Regions from separate parts of the Mus musculus genome. Here region 2 is linked to region 1. The links are chromatin contacts, called in public promoter capture Hi-C maps. All regions are on one chromosome and are shown on one strand. Each heading gives the region's core, a stretch centred on a gene start, on an enhancer-like site or on the middle of the called end of the contact. The rest is flanking DNA. Distances are from core to core; before and after follow the strand shown.

Evidence for each region. Promoter capture Hi-C pulls out the DNA fragments that hold promoters and counts their contacts.
Region 2: a promoter capture Hi-C map of the HPC-7 cell line shows a contact between it and region 1. The contact joins the promoter of Calhm2 here to the promoter of Cyp17a1 in region 1. A contact is called at or near these places in 9 of 39 promoter capture datasets (the 3T3-L1 cell line, the HPC-7 cell line, cranial neural crest and 5 more), 1 of 115 datasets of contacts at active chromatin or transcription factors (embryonic stem cells) and 3 of 9 other capture datasets (adipose tissue, embryonic stem cells and liver).

Annotation. Positions count from the first base shown.
Region 1 is chr19:46,670,036-46,676,048 of GRCm38.p6, forward strand. It overlaps Cyp17a1 (cytochrome P450, family 17, subfamily a, polypeptide 1), which reads right to left and starts at 2,965. Exons shown (of 8, transcript NM_007809.3): 1 at 2,512-2,965; 2 at 922-1,057; 3 at 503-732. The coding sequence starts at 2,808. Gm41857 (predicted gene, 41857) reads left to right here. Exons shown (of 2, transcript NR_166896.1): 2 at 5,257-6,013. It also overlaps the pseudogene Gm6967. RefSeq lists a promoter at 2,833-3,882 and a cis regulatory region at 3,106-3,205.
Region 2 is chr19:47,135,007-47,141,019 of GRCm38.p6, forward strand. Calhm2 (calcium homeostasis modulator family member 2) reads right to left here and starts at 3,288. Exons shown (of 3, transcript NM_133746.5): 1 at 2,899-3,288; 2 at 343-1,059. The coding sequence starts at 897.

The sequences.
Region 1 (6,013 bases), core at 1,715-4,214:
GACAGTGTTGTGCTCTCCCTTATCATAAGTCAGACTTGAGACTAAGGACTTGGGCATGTTCCTCAAATAGGTTAAGCCTGTGTCTGTCTCTCCTCAGCACTGAGGATAACTGGGTATACCTCCTGGGGGAAGCTTCCAGTGACTAACACTTACCAGGTGCTCACTGCTGACAAATGGCAACTAGAGAATAATAGCCCTGAGTAGGAAGATACAGGACATAAAAAAAAGAGAGACACAGCAAAGTACTATAGTACATGTTTGTAGTCCTAGTACTTGGGACTTGGAGGCAGGAGGATCAAAATTTCAGAGTCATTCTCAGCTGCTTAGGTTGTTCGAGGCCAGTGTGAGCTATATGAGAGTCGGCCTGGAGGATAAAAATGCCGACCAAGTGTCTGGGGTTGTATGAGGCAGAGCAGATGACTGTGGGAAGAGTTGGAAGAGAAAGATGGTCATGGAAACTGAAAGTACTGGGGACACTGTCGCAGTGGGATCTCCTTCTCACCTTCAACCACGGGAATATGTCCACCAGATCGCTGTGGCCCAGGACATCCACAATACCCTCTGTAAAGGTCTGTATGGTAGTCAGTATCGGATCCTTGTTCTCAAAAGAGATGTTGAAGCAGATGGTACAGATGATATTGATTACTGACTTGAAGATGAGCGTAGACAGATCTCGGGACTCCCCGTCGTATGTAAGTATCAAGTCACACAGTGAGTTGGCTTCCTGACATACTGACAAGAGGGAGGAAAGTGAAGAGGAGGGATCAGTCAACGCTGTCGCCTCTGGCCAAGGTCTTATCCAGGGATAGGCATAGAGAGCTGATGGCCACTTGATGGCAGCAGCCGCTAAGAAATGGCTGCACCCAGCCGCCCAGCATCCTTCCCCAGCCCCCTAGCCCTAAGGGTTAGCCTTTCACTCACTCATCTTCTCCAGTTTCTGGTCATCCCTGAACAGGGAAAAGGTGCTGAATACCAGCTTCCGGTGCAGCTGCCAGGAGCTACTACTATCCGCAAAGGCGACGCCTTTTCCTTGGTCCGACAAGAGGCCTAGAGTCACCTTTGGAGAGCAGGCAAGGCTGTAGGCATTATCAGGCAAACTCCCGGAACTCTCAGGCTTCTCCATCTATCTATCTGCAGTCCTGATGAGTGCTGTGAGATCCCTATGCCTCTCTTACTTAGTAGGACGCCCCAAAGTCCTCACTAAAGTTCCATGAAAGGCAGTAGAGCGAGGAGACAGAAAGAACCCTGGATTTGAATGCAAGAGCCCTGGGGTTCAGGTCATTAGTAGGGTGCCCTCTGGGACTCTCTAGTTCAATTTTTGACCTGGAGAGTCAGCTATGGGTGGGATGAGCTAGGTGAGTCTGTCCTAGGGACGAGGAGACTGAGAGACTTCCAAGACAGCTCTATTTTTGTCCCCAACCACCAGGCTGCTAAAGCCATACTTGCTGGCCTGTGCACCCAGCCTCAGATCCTCATTTGGAGACAGCAGATGTTTGATCCTCCCAGGTTGGACTTAAGCTTGAGCTATCATCTCTAAAAGATGCCATCTACAAAACACAAGGGTCTAAGTCTTCATTCTCCATCCCCGACTCTCCCCAAAACCCACCAGGCTAGTCTCTTATTCACAGGGTGGTGGTGATGGTTTTATTCCCTTCCTTCCTTCCTTCCTTCCTTCCTTCCTTCCTTCCTTCCTTCTCCCCGTATAGCATTGGCAAGACCAGGCTGCCCTCAAACCCAGAGATTTACCTGCCTCTGCCTCTGCCTCCCAAGTGCTAGCCTTAAAGGCGTGTGCTGCCGTCACCTGGCCCAGTTTATTCCTTTGCTTCTGAGAGGAACCCAAACCTGAGAGAGCCTGGCAGTTGGGCAGCCACGCTGGCTGACCAGCGCATGGAAAAGGAATTTGTTTTGGCCTGTTAAAAGCTGAGGCTGGTCGTCCTCTATCGGGGTACCCAGGGGAACACTTGCAACAGGGTCATGGGAGCACAGGTGGTGTTTGTAGGATGGCTACTCAACAGTCAGCACAAATGAGAACAGATGCCCCAAGATACTACTGTATGTCCCTGTCCCTTGTCCCCTCTCCCCCTGTAATATTCCCCCAGCTATCTGTGAGCCAAAGCCATATAAGAGAAACTGCAGTCCTAGCCCTCCATGATGCCAGCCGCTTCTCCAAGCATCTTCTGGTGGAGGATGCAATCACTGCCCTATTTCCCAACAATGTCACACTTATAGAGAACTTTAGCTCTGGGTCTGGGCTAAAGGCTTTGCCTGGATATTCTAGAATGATTATCGTATCATAGAGGGGAAGGTGAGTGGCATACAGGCTTCTCAGCTCTGCAGGTCCCTGCACCATCTTGCTAGACAAGCCATTCAAGGGTTTTCCCGTTAATTCCTCCTTCCCAGTTTAGAGGTTCGGTAGGGTCTTGAGGGAGCAGTCCCACAAGTCTGATTTTGAAAGAAATAAGAACTGTACAACCCCAGGGACCGAGGAAGAGGAGGGTTGGCACTGCTTACCATCTGGGGCCGACCAGAGAATTCTTTCCCCTTCTTCACGAGCACTTCTCTGGCCAGCTGATAGTGACCGACAATCACTGCAGTTGTGGTACCCAGGCGAAGAGAATAGATGGGACCATACTTTTCCTGCAGCTTGAAGAAGTTGGCATGCATATGACCACGTCTGGGGAGAAACGGTAGACTACCCACCAGGGGCAGGAATGGAAGGCTCCTGGGGAACTTGGCATTAGGTGTCTTTGACTTGGGCCAAAAGAAATAGGCCAGGATGAGCAGCAAGAGACCCACAAGTTCCCACATGGCAGCCAGGTGTAGGCAGATGGCCAGCTGTGGAGTGGAGAAGCTACAGCAATTTCAGCAGAGAAGGAGAACTTTTAAAAGGCGTTTCTGATTGTCACCTTGAAGACGTGTTATCTCTTGGCCTGCAGAAGTTTATCCTGGAGTGTCTCCAAGCCTGAGTCCTCACCCAGAAAAGGGAGAGGAGAGGGAATTTGGCCTCCACAAGGGCTGGCTCAGATTAAGGACGAACTCCTGGAGGAGGAGCTGGCTAAAGAGCAGAGAGTTGGTCATCTCCCTGGGGCTTCTGCGCTATGGATCCTCCCAGAGGCAAATGCTATCAGATTAAGATCAAGGTTTCAGAGTGCGTGCTGTAATGTCAAAAGTGCTGCACAGTTAATAATTAATGTCATCAGGTTGCAGCTAGCCAAAGCTGTCAAAGAGACTTCAGTCTTATTATCTGATAGTTGAGGAGAGAGAGGTCTTTTAGGGTTAGTTTGCATAAGGTCACACAAGGCAGTGATGATAAGAATCCAGAAGTCATAGGCTTTCAGGTACACAGAACATCAGCTCAAGGGCCATTGCAGGTCTCTGTTCAAATAGCTTGGTTACTTTCTAGGTACATTCTCTTGAATGGGCTATTTAATATTTTCTGGAAATAAATGATTTTGTCATGTTACTATGTATAAAACGTAAAATGCATCATTTAAAATACTTTAACTAAGAGCTGGAGAGATGGCTCAGCAGTCAAGATGCCTCGTTGCTCTTCCAGAAGACCCAGGTTAGATTCCCAGCACTGACATGGTAGCTCACAACTTTCTGTACCTCTGGTTCCAGGAAAGCACCTTCTGGCCCCTGAAAGCACCCCCAACACACACGGTCTGCATACATACATGCAGGTAAAACACTCATGCCTATAAAATAATAAAACACTAGTTAAAAATCATATAAAATATCTAACTAGTATCTTAAACACAAAAATTACAGAGTAACATTTTAATTGTCATTTTAAAAATTTATTACATTTGAGCCATCTCTCTGCCTCTTTAATCATTTTTAAAGGTACATTTTAGGGACGGCAATGCCAATACTCAGCTGTAATCCCAGCAGACACAGGAGGGTTGGGCCAGCCTCAGTTTCATAGGAAGTCTGAAGTCACCCTGGGCTATAAAACACTATGGCCCACTCAAGATCAACAGCAAAAGTTTACATTTTAGGCGTATATATATATATATATATATATATATATATATATATATATGTATTGTGCAGCGAATTTTATTGATGGTATTCAAGAGGGTAGGGAGGGCTCCCTAGGCCCCTCCTGTTATTATGGGGGTCTGGGATGGAAATTGTGAGGGAGATGCTCAGAGTTGGGCTAGGGACTCCTCAGCAACCGAGGGCCTCTCTCTTGCTCTCAGTGTCCTTGCTGGGGTGGGTGGTCCAGGGTTTCTTACTCCTTGAAGGCCATGTAGGCCATGAGGTCCACCACCCTGTTGCTGTAGCCATATTCATTTTCTTACCAGGAAATGACCTTTACAAAGTTGTCATTGAGAGCAATGCCAGCCCCAACACCAAAGGTGGAAGAGTGGGAGTTGCTATTGAAGTGGCAGGAGACAACCTGGTCCTCAGTGTAGCCCAGGATGCCCTTCAGTGGGCCCTCAGATGCCTCCTTCAGCATCTTCTTGATGTCATCATACTTGGCAGGTTTCTCCAGGCGGCATGTCAGATCCACAATGGATACATTGGGGGTAGGAACACGGAAGGCCATGCCAGAGAGCTTCCCATTCAGCTCTGGGATGACCTTACCCACAGCCTTGGCAGCACCAGTGGATGCAGGGATAATATTCTGAGCAGCCCCATTGCCATCATGCCACAGCTTTCCAGAGGGGCCATCCACAGTTTTCTGAGTGGCATGGTGGCATGGACCGTGGTCATGAGCCCTTCCACAATGTCAAAGTTGTCATGGATGAATTTGACCAGGGGGGCTAAGCAGTTGGTGGTGCAGGATGCATTGCTGACAATCTTGAGTTAGTTGTCATATTTCTCATGGTTCACACCCATCACAAACATGGGGGTATCTGCAGAAGGGGCAGAAATGATGACCTTTGGGCCCCACCCTTCAAATGGGCCCCAGCCTTCTCCATGGTGGTGAAGATGCCAATAGACTCCTCGACATACTCAGCACCAGCATCACCCCCATTTGCTGTTAGCAGGGTCTTGCTCCTGGAAGATGGTGATGGGCTTCCCGTTGATGACAAACTTCCCATTCTCGGCCTTGACTGTGCCGTTGAATTTGCCATGGGTGGAGTCGTTCTGGAACATGTAGACCATGTAGTTGAGGTCAATGAAGGGGTCATTGATGGCAACAACCTCCACTTTGCAAAGTGGAGAGCAGATGGCAGTCCTGGTAACCAGGTGCCTAATACAGCCAAATCCGTTCACACCGACTTTCACTATTTTTGTCTACAGGATGAGACTGGCACTGCACAAGAAGATGCGGCTGTCTCTGGAGCAGGGAGGAGCAGAGCTAGGACACAACGTTACCCATAAGCATGAACCACTTCCAACGCTTTCCCCACTCCAGGCAGACACTGGAGCCATTAAGCAATAACTCCCCAACCTTCCCCTCCAGATCTGGATGCTTCTAAACTACTTTCTGTCTATGATGAACCTGCTACTTGTCCTCATTTTAGTTCAGTTGCTACTGCTGTCAGAAAGGCCGTGACCAAAGGCAACTTGAAGAGGAACGGAGTTATTTGGTGCACACATTTCAGGTCACGGTCACGGTCACGGTCACGGTCAGAGAAGCCAAGGCAGCAACCTGGAGGCAGCGACTGAAGCAGAGATCATGGAGCAGGGATGCTTGCCGGCTTGCTCCTTTTGCCTTCCTACATAACCCATACCACTTATCCATGGGTGGTACACCTGAGTGAGCTGTGCCCTCCCACGAAATGATTAATCAAGAAAATGTTGCTACACACTTGCCTCCTGGCCAATCTGATGAGGCAATTTCTTAGCTGGGGTTCCTTGTTTTCCAGATATGTCCATGTTTGTGTCAAGTTGGCAAGAACCAACAAGCACAATTGACCTCTTGACAACTTGACACACAAACAAACACATCACTATGTAAACATATTTTTTCCTTTCTTGCTCATCCCCAAGATCTCATCACAATATCACCAATTAATATAAAGCTGATATAACTTTAAAAGTTCCACAGTCTTTG
Region 2 (6,013 bases), core at 2,038-4,537, 470 kb after region 1:
ATTGGGAATGGTCCTGGGTATTATGGGATATGGGATGTTCTCTCTGCGATTCTAGGTGGTGTTTCCTTAATGCTCAAAACCATCTCTAAGGGATGAAAGTGGAGCTTAGCGGCAGCTCATGCTTGACATTCATGTGGTCTAGGATTCAATCCCCAGCACCTAAAGACACATCAGAGACACACTTGTGATGAGCTGACCCTTGCCCCCCGTAACTCTAAGCCACAGGTCAATCTGCTGATGCCTGACACGGGTGAGTCTGTGCTTCCTCGGACAGGTGCTCATTCTCAAACGCTGTACCATCCTATCGAGTACCACCCCATCAGTGGCCACACAGCTCCTTACCTGAGACTCATACTTGAGCCTGCGGCTGACCTCCTCTCGGAAGCTCGATAGGTTGGCGGGGCCCTCTCCACAAGGGAACCTGGCTAGGACCTCCGTAGCATGGGCTGGGGGGAAGCCTTTATCCCCAGCTGTGAGCGAGGAGGGGTCCACAAACTCACTGAGAGCACAGACATAGGCCTCCCCTCGGAGCAGGGAGATGACAGACCAGGTGACTGGAGCCACAGCTGCACGGCCCAGGATTGAGCTTAGGAGGAGGAAGTTGGGGGCCGCGGAGCAGTTCTTGGCCCTCCGGTACTGGCACTCGGCGACTAGGTTCCAAGTGTGGTTGTTGAGAATGACTCCGATAAGGAAGAGGGCCAGCGCAGGCACGCCAATTGCTGTCAGTCCATACAGGTAGTTCCGGGCGGGTGAGCAGGGACAGTGGAAGGCCACCACTGAGAACAGCTCCTGACTGCCCACCGTGCCCAGGGCCACCAGCCCATTGAAAATCATCACATCCTTGCTCTTGAAGAAGAGAGACAGGAAGCGGAAGTTCTCTGCAATCAAGGCCGCCATGGTGACTGGCGGGCCGGGGATGGGATGCGCAGGAGGAGGCAGAAGAGGGCAGAACTGAGGGCTTCTGGTGAGACTAGTAAGGCGCGCAGCAGGCCGGAGGACAGCTGACAGCAGAGCATGATCATGCCATTTTAGCTCCTGCAGTGGCTGAACTGGTGCTTCCTGTGAAACACAGATGAGCGATAAATGCTTGCCTCTGAACACAGGCTGTGAACACAGTGCTGCTGTGGCCAAGCAGGCAGAGAAGGAGGGGGCGTGCATGGGCCTCTACAGCAATGGTGATAGCCATGGTTGCCTAAGTTCTTGCCGGGTACCAGGTGCTCTCAGTGGATGTTGCCCATCCTCAACGAATCTTTGCATGCTTTCCTTGGTATCCCCCTGGCATCCTTGTGCAACCCCCACCTCAAGCACAGTGAAGGATGTGGCTTCCTGAGCGTAAGCCCCTGGCCAGGGCCATGTATAAATAAATGACAGACCTCAGATTCAAGACCAGGTCTGCCTGCTTTGAATACTTTACAGTCCTTTTGCCACTACCCTCTTCTCCCCGGGGAGGATTAATAATGACCGGTGGTGTTAGGCCAGATGGGATGGATCCCTTTGGGATTTGGAACAATTTGGAGAGTATGGTACAAGTATCAAAGCTACAGGGGCTGTCCTAGTGGACAAAGGATAGACCGGGTCTGGTGGAGACCAGACCCCTGGACCAGTGACAAGCCTGAAACAAGATGCCAACACCCTTGGGTGCACAAAACCCCTTTATTTTGGAGACCTCAGAGTCTCAACACACTTCATGTGTTTTCCCCAGACAAGGATACGGATAAATCATTGTGATCCTAATCTCTTCCTAGGAATGTTAGGGACCACAAATGATGTCACAGAGTAGGCAGTTCAACATCTGAAACTCTTATGCCACCAGTTCTACCGAGGATGCTTCTCCTGATGCCAAAGACGGGAAAATCAAGGGGACAGGGTGTCTTGCCTGAGGCCAGACAAATCCAGAGGAGCCAGCTGAGATTTTGACCATGACTTGAGAATACTTAGAAAGTGGACACAATGTGTCAGAGCTAAACTAGCTCCCTCTGTTCATGGCCTCCAGACCTTGCTCTCCTTATTGCTTTCTCCATGCAGCAGCCTGCAGAATCTCTGCCCCAAGGAGCCACAGGTAGCTTCAGCGGGGTTTCAGGCTCGCTGTACTTATCTGCCCTCTTCTGCTTCATGACCTCAGCAGAGATGGCTCTGTGCCAGAAGAGGCCATGGCCTCAGGCTCTTTGGAAGTTTAGCCCCAATTCCCTTCCCAGACTCCACCCATACAGCCAGAGAGACAGTCAGGGTGTGGCCCCATGTCCACCCCCATCAGGAGAACAGGCACTGGGTGGGGTGGGGTGCGGTGGGGGGGACACCAAAAGAAACAGCTCTCCAAGCCAGATGAAGCCTGTGAGTGGAGAGAGGTCAGGCTGTGGAGAGAGATAGGGGAAGCCTGTGCTAAGTCTTTCTGGGTTATATTCACTTCTCTTTTCCTGTTGCCGCCTCTGCCGAGGATGCCATCTGGCACAGGCAGAGCCATGTGGGCTCTGGGAGGAGGGAGGACTGTCTGACTCCCCGGTTCAGAGCCCAGAGCTTCTAAATAATCCCACAAGGAAAGAACTTTGTCCTGTTGCTGGCCATAAACAGGCTAACAGGCAACTCCATCTTCTCCCTCCCTCCCTTCTTGGCTGCTAGGCACCCATTTGCTCCTTGGGGTGGTCTTGGGATCCTAAACCCACCCTCACATGGGGAACACAGTGCCTGACAGATAGCATAGGGATGGAGCAGAGCTGGGACCCGGCCATCCTCTGAGATTATCATGGGGGGGGGGGGGGCTCTTCCCAAGGACAGGAGACAGACAGCTGGGGGTGGGGGAAGCATCATTTCCGTGTTCTTCCCGGAGTTCCCTCCAGATAGTCTCTAGAGGCTGCCGGCTCCTTTAACAGCTGCACACTCCAGGAAAGGGCCCCTCCTTACCTAGGGCTGGTTGCAGGCCCCCGTGGCCTTGGATTCCTGATGGATTGACAGCAGTGTGGGCTCCCGCAGACACTGGGAAGGTGCTCCTGACCGCGAGGCAAAGTGGCCTCACGGGGTTCACTGCCGGCTTTGCTTTTGCACCCAGGTCCGCGTAGGATCCGGGCCCAGCGTTTGAACGCAACGCAACGGAGCTTTGGGCCCAGTTACAAACAAACTTAACTGGAGGCGTCTACAGATGAAGTGCAGGCATCTGCAGACAAATTTAACTCCAGAAAAGAGAGAGAAAGAAACAGTGGCGTGGAACTTTCTAGCCAGAGAATGGAAAAACAGCCTCCTGGCGCCAGGCAGAAGAGGGAGGGCTGCTGAGGGCGGCGCGAGGCAGAAACAGAGGAAGTGGAGAAGCGGTCTCCGATGCTGCGTCCTGTCCCAGCCCGCCTCTGGGCCCGCTGTGGCTGGCCCTACTGGCCCTGCCTTGACTCTACCCTGAGCACCCCTCGGGGGCCATCTGGGAAGGTCTAGGCAGTTGCCAGGCAGGGCCCTCAAGGAGATCTTGCCTAGGCTTGCCCTCCAGGCCAGTTAGAAGAACATCCCCCGTACTTGACACCCACCTGGCAGAAGCTGCGGGAGGAGTTCCCTGCAGAGTCAGGGGAGAGGTGGGTGTTCAGGATTGATGGTGATGCTCCAGATTGCAAACTCCTGGTCAAGACCCTGGTCCCCTCCTCCCCTCCTCTCTCTGCGCATCCTGCCTTTGCCTGTACCTGCCATCCCCAGAAGAGGACCTTCCCATCATAGTCCATCTAACTCCTAGGTACTGTCCCCATCTGGGTATCTAGAACTCCTAAGGCAGAGGCTGGTCTTAGGTAGAAATTAAAGGGAGACAGGATCTCTTAAACTGCACCGCCTGCCCCTAGAGTCGTCTCTGGGAGCTCACAAGTCATGAGTCAAGTCCACTGACAGGGAGAGTGTCAAGATGGCCTCAGTGGCTCCTAAGATTGGGAGAGATAGCCTTCACGGCCATCAGCTCTCCAGGGCTGGGACAGTGGGATTCACACTGAGCAGGGACAAGCCACACCCTCCTGAGTCTGGCTTGTCTGTGTAGCAGGGATAAATGGAGAGCAATCGGTACCCGTGCCTTTCCAAGAAGCACTTTACAGGGTGGGGGACTTGCCTGAGCTCCCACCACTCTGGAGTTAGGTCTCACCAAAGCTTCCCTCACGTCTGTTCCTCTGAGCACTTTCTGGCACCTTATCCCCTGTGGGTGCCCCACCCCACCCTGCAAGTGCACGCGTGCACACACACACACACACACACACACACACACACACACACACACACTTGGTCTGTATTCATTTGGTCCCTTTATTCGGATCTGGGGTTAAGTTCAACTTCCTGTTCCCTGTGGCACCTGGGTCCCAGCTGAGAGTGGAGGTGGGCTCTGAGATAGGCAGGCCAAGGGGCTGGAAGATGGGGCCAGGAAACAAGAAACTGTCTGCACTTCTACTTTCTTTTCTTGGACAAGACAGCAGCTAAGTATTCCTGTCCTGTCCCATCCCTTGGTCGGGTTCAGGGGAGAGGAGAGCAAGCAGTCATGAGTTCCGAAAGGAATGAGCACCTTAACCACACAGCTCCAAGTGTCTGCTGCGTGCCACACGCTTTTACGCATGGTGTGTGAGACCCCGACTTAGAATGTTTCTCCCTGGAAGGTAAAGCCCCTGGCTGTTCCCCAAGCTTGTTTTCCCTGATCTCTAAAAATACAGCCAGAAAGAAGCTCTTTGTTCTCTATAGCCAGCAAAAAGCCTTTTTGTTTCTGAGCCTTACAGCCAGAGATGCGATACTTGTAATTTTACCAAGGACATCGGCAGAGAAGAACTCTCCTCCCAACTCCTCCCAATTCCTTGGCTAGCTGTTAAAAGCCCCCTACTGTTACTTCCCTGCCCTGCATTGCTCGAGGAGTTCGTCCTCAGCTAGCTGATAATAAAACCTCTTGCAGTTTGCATCAGGTGTGGGTGGGATGCTGGCCAGCTCATCCCGGGACTTGAGCGGAGGCCCAGCTTCGGGGGTCTTACAGGTGAACCTGTGAGGTAGATGGCCTTCTCCCTGTTCCATGAATGAGGAAGCTGAGACTCCCTCCCAAAAAAGAGGCACTTGGCCCAGGGACACACTTTGCAAACGGTAGAGTCAGCCTTTCACCCAACCTTAACCCAGTCTTTGATCTTAGCTACTTCCCTTCTTAGGCAACGCCTCCATCTTCATCACACCTCAGGGCACACTTCCCAGGGAGCCTTGGAGAAAACGGGAGTTCATTGGTTCCCATTTCTAGCTCTCAAACCTCACAGATGGTCTGTTTTCCTGTAATGTGTGTGAAGAGGATTGGTGTGAAGGAAACCCGGAGGCCGTCTGGCTCAACAGTTGTCTAACAGCCCCAGGACACACACCTTGGCCTCTCTCATGTAGTCTTGTCATCTTATCATGGGTCACTGAGGTGTGTCACACAAGCTGAATCCCAGTCCCTTTTACCTAAGAAACTGGCAAAGACCATGAGAGGGTTGCTTGCCCTCAGTTTCTTTCTTTTGTTTTGTTTTGTTTGTTTTGTTTCGAGACAGGGTTTCTCTGTGTAGCCCTGGCTGTCCTAGAACTCACTCTGTAGACTAGGCTGGCCTCGAACTCAGAAATCCGCCTGCCTCTGCCTCCCAAGGGCTGGACTTAAAGGCGTGCACCACCACCGCCTGGCTGCCCTCAGTTTCTTGAGCCTGAGTGTAGTAAGAGAAGTCTAGAGCAAGAGGGAACTCTGGGTGTGGGCTTTGGGAGCCTAAGCCCCAATGAGCCAGGGATGGAACGAACAGTATCAGGATGAGGCCTGGGAAGAGACTTGGGTACCAGCCATGCATCCTGCTCTCATTAGCCAGATCTGAACACTTATAATACTGAAGCTGCAGGAGATGAAGCATAGGATAGCATTGCTTCCAGGCCACCCAGGGCAGCTAAGCAAGCAAGGCCCGTCTGCTCGGAATTTCCTTTTTCACGCCAGCAGGTGAATGGCTGGATTTGTGGCTATGCCTCAGAATTATTGTTCTTCTTTGAAGTGCTATGGGTTCAGATCTCCACTCCTACCTCT